Regions from separate parts of the Mus musculus genome. Here region 2 is linked to region 1. The links are chromatin contacts, called in public Hi-C maps. All regions are on one chromosome and are shown on one strand. Each heading gives the region's core, a stretch centred on a gene start, on an enhancer-like site or on the middle of the called end of the contact. The rest is flanking DNA. Distances are from core to core; before and after follow the strand shown.

Evidence for each region. Hi-C and Micro-C count contacts between places; a contact is called where the count stands out from the background.
Region 2: a Hi-C map of olfactory sensory neurons shows a contact between it and region 1, with 4 times the contacts expected there. The contact joins two enhancer-like sites. A contact is called at or near these places in 3 of 39 promoter capture datasets (the C10 cell line, embryonic stem cells and hippocampal neurons), 7 of 15 datasets of contacts at CTCF or cohesin (embryonic stem cells, hippocampal excitatory neurons, large pre-B cells and 3 more), 188 of 484 Hi-C or Micro-C datasets (the 63-12 cell line, the AML12 cell line, the AtT-20 cell line and 90 more), 18 of 115 datasets of contacts at active chromatin or transcription factors (PVALB interneurons, astrocytes, a beta-TC-6 cell line and 6 more) and 3 of 9 other capture datasets (embryonic stem cells, embryonic tail and pancreatic islet).

What each region holds. Positions count from the first base shown.
Region 1 is chr1:96,850,985-96,856,340 of GRCm38.p6, reverse strand. All of the region lies in intron 2 of Slco4c1 (solute carrier organic anion transporter family, member 4C1), which reads left to right. Among named protein-coding and RNA genes, the nearest start is that of Panct2, 17 kb to the left of the region's middle. Within about 2 kb of position 2,645, at least 1 of the 459 cell types and tissues checked has an H3K27ac peak or open chromatin away from gene starts, as enhancers often do. A contact at or near this core is called in olfactory sensory neurons, where this site is marked.
Region 2 is chr1:97,017,380-97,022,735 of GRCm38.p6, reverse strand. No RefSeq gene overlaps it. Among named protein-coding and RNA genes, the nearest start is that of Slco6b1, 22 kb to the right of the region's middle. Within about 2 kb of position 2,450, at least 9 of the 459 cell types and tissues checked have an H3K27ac peak or open chromatin away from gene starts, as enhancers often do. A contact at or near this core is called in olfactory sensory neurons, where this site is marked.

The DNA.
Region 1 (5,356 bases), core at 1,396-3,895:
TGTTTTATTTGAATAGAAGTAGTGAAAGTTGTAGTTGGGATAGTGGTTCATGTGTATATTGTCATCATCCAAAGCAGGGAGGCAGGAGGATTGCCTCAAGTTTGAGGCTAACATAGATTATGTACTGAATGCTAAGTATCAAAAGCAACATAGCAAGAGCTTATTTAAAATAAGTGGTGAAAACTAATATTCTTATTTTAGGGGAATTTTTTTCAATCTTCTACAAATGCTGTAGGTTTTGCAGCTGTTTGCCAAGGCTGGGATAGTTTTACATGACTCTTTGCCTGAGAATTCTTACTAAATGAGGATTATTGAGTTTTGTGAAATATTACTTTGTAAAAGCCTTGAGGTAGTAGATTATACTTTTTAAAATTCTTAATACTGAGCCAACCTTGCACACAAGACAAATTTTACTTGGTAGTTACATATAATTTCTGAGTTCTATTTAGTAATATGTTATCAGGAAATTTTTTATTTCTATTCAAAAAGAAGGTATTCTTCCTTATTTTCCATCAATGTCCTTACATGGTTGGAAGAAGGTGTTTGGTGTAGGTGGGGTAGACACAGGCTCTCAGTCTCTGGTCTTGGTGGGCCCCAAATTTAATGCCATCCACCTTTTTTTTTTGCTTCTTGATTTCTAGAATTGGTTTGAACATTTTAGTGTGCACTAAGCCAGGCCAACTGATTATTCAGGTTCTTACTTTGAGAAATTTTCAAATTTGGGGGAGCAGGATCCACTTTTCCCAAATAATTTCTCTAGTAGTTACAGGAATATTCAAATGCCCTTCATCTTGTACTTTTTCTACTACTGATCTATTTCACCTATAATTTACAGTTAATGACAAACTCTTTAATTCTCTAGTTTATAGTCTTTAGGATCTGTTGTGAAATTCTTTTATTTGGGGTATTGAAAATTGCTCAGTCTTTGTGTCTCTCTGTCTCTGCCTCTGTCTGTCTGTCTTTCTGTGTGTGTGTGTGTGTGTGTGTGTGTGTGTGTGAAGGTCTCTATTAGCCTGGAGCTCTCTTTGTGTATCAGAGTGGACAGGTCTGAGGAGAGTATGAGTTGTGCTCTATTTTTATCAGATAAAGAAGTCCAGGATCCCTGTTGGCCTCTACTCTTTAGCAAAGAAAAAGGCTCCCTGTTTACTGGATGCTACGGACCTCTCTAGAACATTACTGATATGCTTTCTGAGAGAAAGGAATGGCTACATGGACACAAAATTGGAGTTTGCGGGCTTGTTCTGGTTAGAATATGCAGAAAGTCCTGACTGCTAGGTAGGCTTTCTCTTATCCTCTCTCAGAAGAAGCCAAGGAGGACATGGGTGCTGCATTGTTGGATAAAGCAATGTGGCACGAATCAGCCCAGGGGTGGGGCTCCTGACTTCTCGCTGGAGGCCAGTGTCCTAGCTCTCTTTGTCTTCTAGGTTTTAGCTCCAAAGGATGGAAAAGGGAAGCAAAAATAAAACTCAAGGGATCACTATCATGTAATTTCTTGGGTAATCAATATCACTAGCCAGTAGGTCTTCATCCTCAGAATCTTCTTATAATCACTTCTATTAATTAAACAGAATGACTATTGTGGTGTTAGAGGGGAAATAGGTGAAAGTATATGTATACCACCTTCACGGAGAAATCCTCTCTCTGCTTTATCATTGCATCCCTCGCGTTTTGTATCACATTGGTGAAATGTAACTCTTTGAATGATTTGATGTTGATGAACGAGGGACCTGTACAACCTGCCGTCTGGATAAACTTGCTTACACATTAGCATCAACTCTCAGATCACTATGGCTTCACGAGTCAATCCTATTTTGTATTTACTCAGCATGGTTTTCATTAGTGAGCTACAGCTCATCTGTAGTCACCTTTATAGGAAGGTTGCTGGTGAATAACTTTATGTATTTACATTCTGTAAATTTCAGAATAAAGGAAGGGACCAGTCATTCTCAGGTTTTCCAAGCAGTTGTCTGGAAGTGACTTAGCTCACCTCCACCTTTTTACTGTGTAAAACAACTGACAGGCTAAGTGCTAAATATGCTCACCCTGATGTCAATGGGGAAAGGAAATTTAGTCATTTTCCTAGGGGGGCAACTGATAATTTTTACATAGTAACAACCACAAAAGGAAGTACTAAGGCTGAATAATGCGATACTTTAGATCCGTTTTCAAAATCAACACACAGCAAGATGGAACATGGACTCGTATTTGCTGAAGTTTTTTTTTTTTTTTTTTTTGCTCCACAGAGATTAATCTTATTCCTGTCCATTCTGTTTCTTTTAATTGTCTTATAATAAACATCAAAACAAAGTTACTTTTCCTACCTATAGGAACACTTACCAGCACTGGGGAGACAAAGAGACACAGTGAACAGCCATCCTGTAGTGTAAGAGGTGAGGTGTCAGCCAATGTTGTCTATAAACTTCAAGGTAATAAATAGTTTCAGCCTTAGTTCTATTCAGTCTGTTACAGTTGCTTAACACTGTGGTTGCCCCAAGAAAGCAGGCCTCGTAACATATTAAAGAAATGGGCATGTTGTGTTTCCATCAACTCCTACTTAGAAAAGCAGTGCAGGCGATGGAATGGGGTAATTGTTTGTATTCTCAGGCCTTTGTGGCTGCGGGTGTTTGGACTTTGGCAGTACTGAATTCCCAATGGAGAAAAGCTCTGGAGTGTTCCCTTTGCTAAAGTCTAACCTTGCCTTTGCTAGAAGGTGAGTTTACTGGGCCGAGAAAGAGACTGGTCTTGTTTATTGCTATATTTGTCATGTATTGGGATAGTTTATATAATTACATTTTTTGTCTCTCTGCTCATTTTGACATTCTCACCATTTTGCATTTCTATCAGCTCTTAACACACTTTTATAATATTCAGGTCATCCAATTTTATGAATTATTAGGCTTTTATTTTGCATCATTTCCATTATTTTTGGGTCAGTCTTTCAGCCATGCAGAAGTCATAATGGCTGTTTCTCAGGGGTTAAAGGGGTTAAGGTGTACATGGCCTTATAAAGTCTAATTAATAGAACTAACACAGAAGGCCGTTGCTATTAAGTCTTACTTTAAAATGTATTTTTAGAGTAAATTTTGCTTTTGCAACAATAAATTCACAGAAGATCTAATGAATGCTCATTGTTTGAAATGTTCTCTCACTGCCCGCTCTGATCTAAGATTCAAAATAACGTCCACCTTCAGAAGTGAAACTGGCCCCCTTTCCCAAGTGGGTTTCAAGGGGTGCACTGAGGATCTAAGCTGAAGAAAACTGTAACTCTCACGAAAAAGACAAATCTGAATCTTTTGTATAACACAAATTCTTTTTTAACCATACATTTTTATAGGCTATTTTATTTATTTACATTTCAAATATAACACAAGTTCTTAACATTTTATTACATCAAAAGCATAAGTGGGTTTATTGGCCCAGAGTCATTATCGGTGGTGAAGGCAGAGTAGGATTGTAGACTATGTGTAGTCTCCCTAACCCATGCCAGGGAGTTCAGATATCACCTATTTATTTATTTATTTATATTGAAACTGCTAGCAAGGGAGTAGAAATATTCAGGCTTTGTACATTCAGGCTATATATCCTGGAGAGTGGATAACTCCACAATGTCATCAAAGGTCTGGAGGACTTAGGAGTGATTACTAAAATATTATTCCTCATTGATACGTGTTTGTCCAGTGCAAATTCACTCAAGAACAACTGTCAGTCATTGCAAGCACTAGCAGGAGGTGGTACTTGTTGCAGCTCCAACTCCAGATTTGGTATCTGTTCTTTAATACTTTGGTGTTCTCTTACACATGGGATACAGTTCTTTGTTACTTACAAAGACAGGGAAGGTTTGCTGTTCTGTAGGGCCATACAATCACAACATTATTACGTATTTAAGACAAAGTCTTTTGTTCCTAAAAACTTATGCTCTATTTTATTATTTATTTTGAGTGTGTGGTGGTGTCTTAGGGTTTTACTGCTGTGAACAGACACCATGACTAAGGCAACTCTTATAAAGAACAACATTTACTTGAGGCTGGCTTATAGGTTCAGAGGTTCAGTCCATTATCATCAAGGTGGGAGCATGGCAGTATCCAGGCAGGCATGACACAGGCAGAGCTAAGAGTTCTACATCTTCATCCAAAGGCTGCTAGTGAAAGACTGACTTCCAGGCAACTAGGATGAGGGTCTTAAGCCCATACCCACAGTGACACACCTACTCCAACCAGGTCACACCTATTCCAACAAGGCCATACCTACGAATGGTGCCACTCCCTGGTCCAAGAATATACAAACCATGACAGGTGGTATGGGCATGTGTGTGCGCACAGCATTGCAAGCATGTGGAGGCCCGAGAATAGTTTGCAGAAGTCATTTCTCTCCTACTTCATCGCTTCTTGTGATTAAACTTGGGTCTTTAGGGATCTGCCCATTGACCAGCATACTATCTCAGTATTATGTAAATTCTCATGATCTTTGCTGTAACACTGTTGTAGACAATTAGTCATGCATGCAAATATTTTTATTACAGCTACTAGAGAATGGAAAGACTCTTCTGCAGTTTCTTTCTAGAGTAGGGTACAGTGACATGTCTTAACATGAGGCAATGCATAGGAAATGCCCCCATAGCAAACAATTATTTGTTATCTAATAACAACAGTTCCAAAGCAGTGATTATTTCATAGCATAGAATGTCACACTGGCCGTCAATATTGATGGAATTAAGCGAATTGGATATGATGTACTGAAAGCAACTGGTAAAGTGCATGCATGCCAGAAGATAAAGGACTACTAAAGCAGTGAAATCTGCTAGGACTTAGCTTCTGAGACCCTGTCACAGTGTCCATTGTGTGCCTTACATACTATGCTATAACCACAACACTTAGCATGGCTTAGAGTTCAGAAACACCGTCTAAATTGTTAGTCAGCTATTAGACTTTGTATATGGCTACCAGGTTTCAGTGGGAAGAAAATAAGTCAAAGTTCTGTACCAGATGCTGGCTGTGTTGGTTGCAGAGTGGGTGGAAATGGGCAACTTCTGGCAGGTTTTTCTAGGGAAATGAGGGAGACTAATTGTGTTTTTCTCAGTGAAATAGCAACCATTTGTTTCTTTTCTGCATTACTGGTTTGCAGGCCTATACTGTGTCTTGTAATTAAAATAGAAAGGAAGTATGTCTATAAGTAACTTCTATAATTTGCGATAGAAATTCAAAGAATTTTTCATAAAGATTCTATCAAGAAAAATAACAAACACTTTTTTCAGTGCTAAAAATTGAACCATTTGCCTTGAGGGTGTTAGGCAAACATTCAACCATATAATATTCGTAGTCCTGCTGCTGATTGTTGAATAATAACAACCCTTGGCCTA
Region 2 (5,356 bases), core at 1,201-3,700, 170 kb before region 1:
TGCATCTGAGATTCTCTCTTCTATCTCTTGTATTCTGTTTGTTATGCTTGCATCTATGGTTCCTGACTTCTTTCCTAGGTTTTCTATTTCCAGTGTTGTCTCCCTTTGTGATTTCTTTATTGTTTCTACTTCCATCTTTAGTCCTGGATGGTTTTGTTCAATTCTTTTACCTGTTTGGATGTATTCTCCTGCATTTTTTAAAGAGAGTTATATATGTCCTTATAGTTCTCCATCATCATCATGAGAAGTGACTTTAGATCCATATCTTGCTTTTCTGGTGTGATGGTATATACAGGACTTGCTATGATCGGGCAGGGTTCCTGTGTCTTTGCTCTAGGTAGCCCCATTTTCCCCAGTTCTGTTGGAACAGATATTGTGTTCCACTCACCAGTGATCCTAAGATCCTGGGGATGCTAGGGCACCTGTGGGGTGGAGAGTCCTCTGGAAACCATGGGACTTTCTGCCAAGTTCAGGCCCTTTTTCTTTCCTTTTTTATAAAGATGTGTTTGTTTGTCTTATTTATTAAGTACATTGTAGCTGTCTTCATACACACCAGAAGAGGACATCAGATCCCATTATAGATGGTTGTGGGCCACCCTGTGGTTGCTGGGAATTGAACTCAGGACCTTTGGAAGAACAATCAGTTCTTAACCACTGAGTAATCTCTCTAACCTGCTTCTTTCCTTTCCTTTCCTTTCCTTTCCTTTCCTTTCCTTTCCTTTCCTTTCCTTTCCTTTCCTTTCCTTTCCTTTCCTTTCCTTTCCTTTCCTTTCCCTTCCCCTCCCCTCCCCTCCCCTCCCCTCCCCTCCCCTCCCCTCCCCTCCCCTCCCCTCCCCTCCCCTCCCCTCCCCTCCCCTCCCCTCCTCTCCTCTCCTCTCCTCTCCTCTCCTCTCCTCTCCTCTCCTCTCCTTTCTCTTCCTGTTCTCTTCTTTTATTTTTTCTTCTTTTAATAGTAATTGTAGAAGCTATGGTTTGGATCTAAAATGTGACCTCTGGGCATTACATGACACCCAAAAGATTGGTGCCAGTTAATGTCTACAACTGGTAGAAATTCTAGATTCTGAAACTTTGTCTAGTGTCACAGATCACTGGAGCTGGGAGGGTGTCAAGCATTACAAGAGTACATCATGTGCTCTACTTCTCATCCATCTCTTTGCTTTGTGCTCACTATGATATAAGCCACCTGGCTCCCCCACTGTTTTACCTAAGTGATGTTCTGTCTTGCTACAGGCCTAAAAACAATGAAACCAACTAACCATAGATTGAAACCTTTGAAACTAGGAGCCAAGAATATAAATCCCCGTCCCCCCCCCCCCCCCGCTTTTAATGTTGTTTCCTTCTTGGATATTTTGCCACTGGGGTGAGAAGTTGAGTAGAACAATATAAAAATGAATGTGGAAGAAAGCTATTTGTTGTTCTTTGACCACAGAAATTTTATTTATATTCTCATTTACTGCCTCAACTTCAATTTAGCACCTAGCGTCCACCAGATACAAAACTGAGCCCTGAACATACAGCAATCAAAACAGTACAGTGCCTGTGTTATAGAAGTTCACTTATATTTTGTGTCTGACAGCAGGAGTTTATACAAATAAAAACAAAAGCTCAAAAGCACAAACACTAAAATCTCATTCTATAGACTGGTATAATTATAGGTCAACTAATTCTCAAGGTTAATTTGATATATATGCTAGTGTGTGTGTGAGTGTGTGTGTGTGTGTGTGTGTGTGTGTGTGTGTGGTGTTGTGCATATGCATATTCCAATATGTGTGGGCATACATACATGTGTGTGTACCAGTGGAAGTACATGTGAAAGTGTGTTTGTATGTAAATAAGGGTCAGACTACAGTGTCTTTGATGATTACTCTGTGTTGTATTTACCAAGGCAGGTTTCTTGGTGTGGCATGCACTATACCAACTGTGCTATCTACCAAGCTCCTAAACTTAATTATTGATACAACCTTATTTAGGTGAAATTCATGTTTACAGTTTTGCTACACATTTTCACAACATGCACACCACTGGGTACATCAGTGCTGACTGTAGGAAAGTAGGTGGAATTTGAGAGTAAACAGTCTGTAATTTGCAAAGAATTCCTAAAATTAGATGTAAGGACTTGAGGACAGCCTCTTCTATGTGATGGACCCAGAATATATTTTTAAATGAATAAATATACTGAACAACACACAACGGGAAACAAAAGAGTTATGCAGTATGCAGCACTCTTGTGATTGGTGGGAATAAACAGCTAAGATGATCAGGACATGAACATCTTCCACGTGAATGCTGGTCTTAGACAGGAATAATCATTGGCATACGTTTCTAGAAGCCATTCTTGGGTCTGGACTTGCTGCCACTTGGGGATTATTTTCATTCTCTGTTCAGAATGGTCACCCCAAATGGTAGAGAAGACTTATGCTTCTGTTTCCTAGCAGCACCTGTCCCTAAAGAACAGTAATGGCCAAGATCATGATGTTATTCCCTCTGTGGCCATGACTATTCAAGGGCTGAATTGTTTCTCATCTAGTTTATGCACATAGTGTTTGAAATATCCTTAGAATATTACGGATGCTTCGCTTTATTTTTAATTTATAGTTTGTTTCTTTTCTATAGTATGCCAATTTTCATAATAAAACATTGAGTGTAATCTTCATTACAGTCTTAAAATAGTTAAAAATAAAAAGATGCAACTAAAAGTGCTTTCCATACCGTATTAATATAAGAAAACCTCTATGTATTTTAAGCGTGGTTACCTAAATTACAGGAGATTTTAAGCATAAGCCTTTATCCTATTGTAAATCTTTATATATGCACATCTTTGGTACAATGCTGTATACAAACACTGAACAGACTCTGATGGGCAGTAGCCCCATGCTTCCTATGTGGCTTTAGCCACATTCTCTGCTCTTTGGACTGTAGTTTAACCAAGGTTCTATCCTTTTTCTTCTCATAGAGAAAGCTTTGTTTTAAATGACATTATGTGTTACAAAATTGTTCCACAAAGGAAGACAGAGCACATTATATCACCATACTTTGCCACATCCTGGAGATGTAGGTTACAAAAGTTGCTTTCCAGAAATTCATGGTGAGGAAACTGATGCCTGTTGAAGTTAAGTAGCTGAACAGAAGTTCTTCAGTGGTACAGATCTGACCCTCTCTCTCCATTGCTCAACACTAACCAGAGGTTAAGAGGTTGTATAAGAAAAGCCACAGCTGCCACCTCTACAAGTGACTTCCCAGTACAAATAATAGTAGGACTTCTGATTACGAATAAGACAAAGGGTGGTAAGAAGGTGGAGAGAAGCTGAAGGAGTTTGGGAGGAAAAAATACAACCAAAGAATATTATATGAATTTTAAAAAATTAAGGGTTTGGTTTGACAACTCTATGAACATCTTTTTTGAGGGTTGTTTCACTAATTTATAAATCTGTGAAAAAAATAACTTTTTCTTAGAAAAGAATGATCCCATTTTATCTTCTTATGTCTTTTCTTTGGCCTGACTGTTATTTGATCAAAGAACAGGCTTACCAAGGCTCAGCAGCCATTTTCTGATCCTCCAGTAGAGGGCACCATGTTTCACAGTTTTAAAAAAAGTAGCTGAAAATGTGAAGCCTGCAAGGCACCTGGAAAGAGGCCATTTCTTTTTAGACACTGATGACTGACATTTTCATTGAGCAAGAGAAAGCTATAAATTAATGGCAAATTACAGATTAAACAGCAGAGATTTAATTTGTGTTTCTTTAAACAGATACACTATAAAATTTAAAATAATAAGAATTCCCACTATACATTATTGTTTTTTTATTAGATATTTTCTTTATATACATTTCAAATGTTATCCCGAAAGTTCTCTACACCCTTCCTCTGCCATGCTCCCCTACCCACCCACTCCCGCTTCTTGGCCCTGGCATTCCCCTGTACTGGGGCACATAAAGGTTGCAATACCAAGGGGCCTCTCTTCCCAGTGATGGCTGGCTAGACCATCTTCTGCTACATATGGAGCTAGAGACACGAGCTCTGGGGGTACTGGTTAGTTCATATTGTTGTTCCACCTATAGGGTTGCAGACCCCTTCAGCTCCTTGGATGCTTTCTTTAGCTTCTCCATTGGGGGCCCTATGTTCCATCTTATAGATGCCTGTGAGCATCCACTTCTGTATTTGCCAGGCACTGGCATAGCCTCATACGAGGCAGCTATAAAAACCCCATATTTAAAAGTATACATGAAGAAGAAGTTTAAAGATTGAATTCCCCATTACATGTTTCTCCCACTCGTAAAACATCTTATGCTGCAAACTCTCATGCAGAGACTGACCAAAGATCTACAGTCTTTGATGCTCATCTACAATGACTCTTCAAGACAAGGCCCCAGCAAGCTCTTCTGCTGAGTCTAATTCCGTTTCCTCCTCTGAGGTGGCTCTTCCCAGTTTCTGCCCTACCCTGGAGCTCCATCTCAGTGCTTTCTTGCTGAAACTAAATCAATCTTGGGCGTCTAAGCTGCTGCCACCATCCCTCCTCTAAGACCATTCAGGCCCAAAACCAATTAGAAATTGCAAGGTCCTTCTCTAATCTAATCCATGTCTCTCATTTACCTTGCACTGTCAGCCCAGGCCATGTGCTAGTTCCAGGCAGGGGCCACATCTGTAAACTCTTGGTGAGTCTGAAGTATCTCACTATACTATCCTCCAGGCCTAAGCCCAACATGGAGACACAGTCACGTGCCTTTTAGAGATTCTGTCTAGTCCCTTGCTCAGGTGCTGCTTTCTATGTCCAGACCCCAGGTGGGACCCAGAGAATTTCCTAGGTCTTCATCCAAACAATCATGACATTATACCCACCAAAAGCACTAGAGAAGTATTCTCCAGTGGAAATTGCATAGACAAACCTCACCACACAGAATAATTTAAAAAAATCATAAATATTGTCAAATATTGAAGGGATTCTAAAGAGATGCAAGGAAAAATCTTACACTGGACTTTAAAAGGGCTAAAATCAATTCCCATCTGACATTCAAGGACATAAATTGCTAAATGAAATTAGGAAGACAACACAGCATTTATGAGATTTCAATAAAAAGATAGAAATACTGAATAAAAGGATTTCATTAGATTAACTAAATAAGTACTTTAAAAAACAAATACAGTGTATGCATTAGTGTAGGTAAAACTCATCCAGTATGTTATAAAACCTCAAATAATTTCCACATTTTTAAAATGTGATTTGAAAAGCATCTTTATATTGACCAGATAGCATTTGATGAACTCAGATGTTTAGTCATGTTGTACAAGTGTTTATGGGACAATGGCAAATTTAATCCAATGTCCTGAGAACTTGGGTTATGGGGCACACTTTTAATAC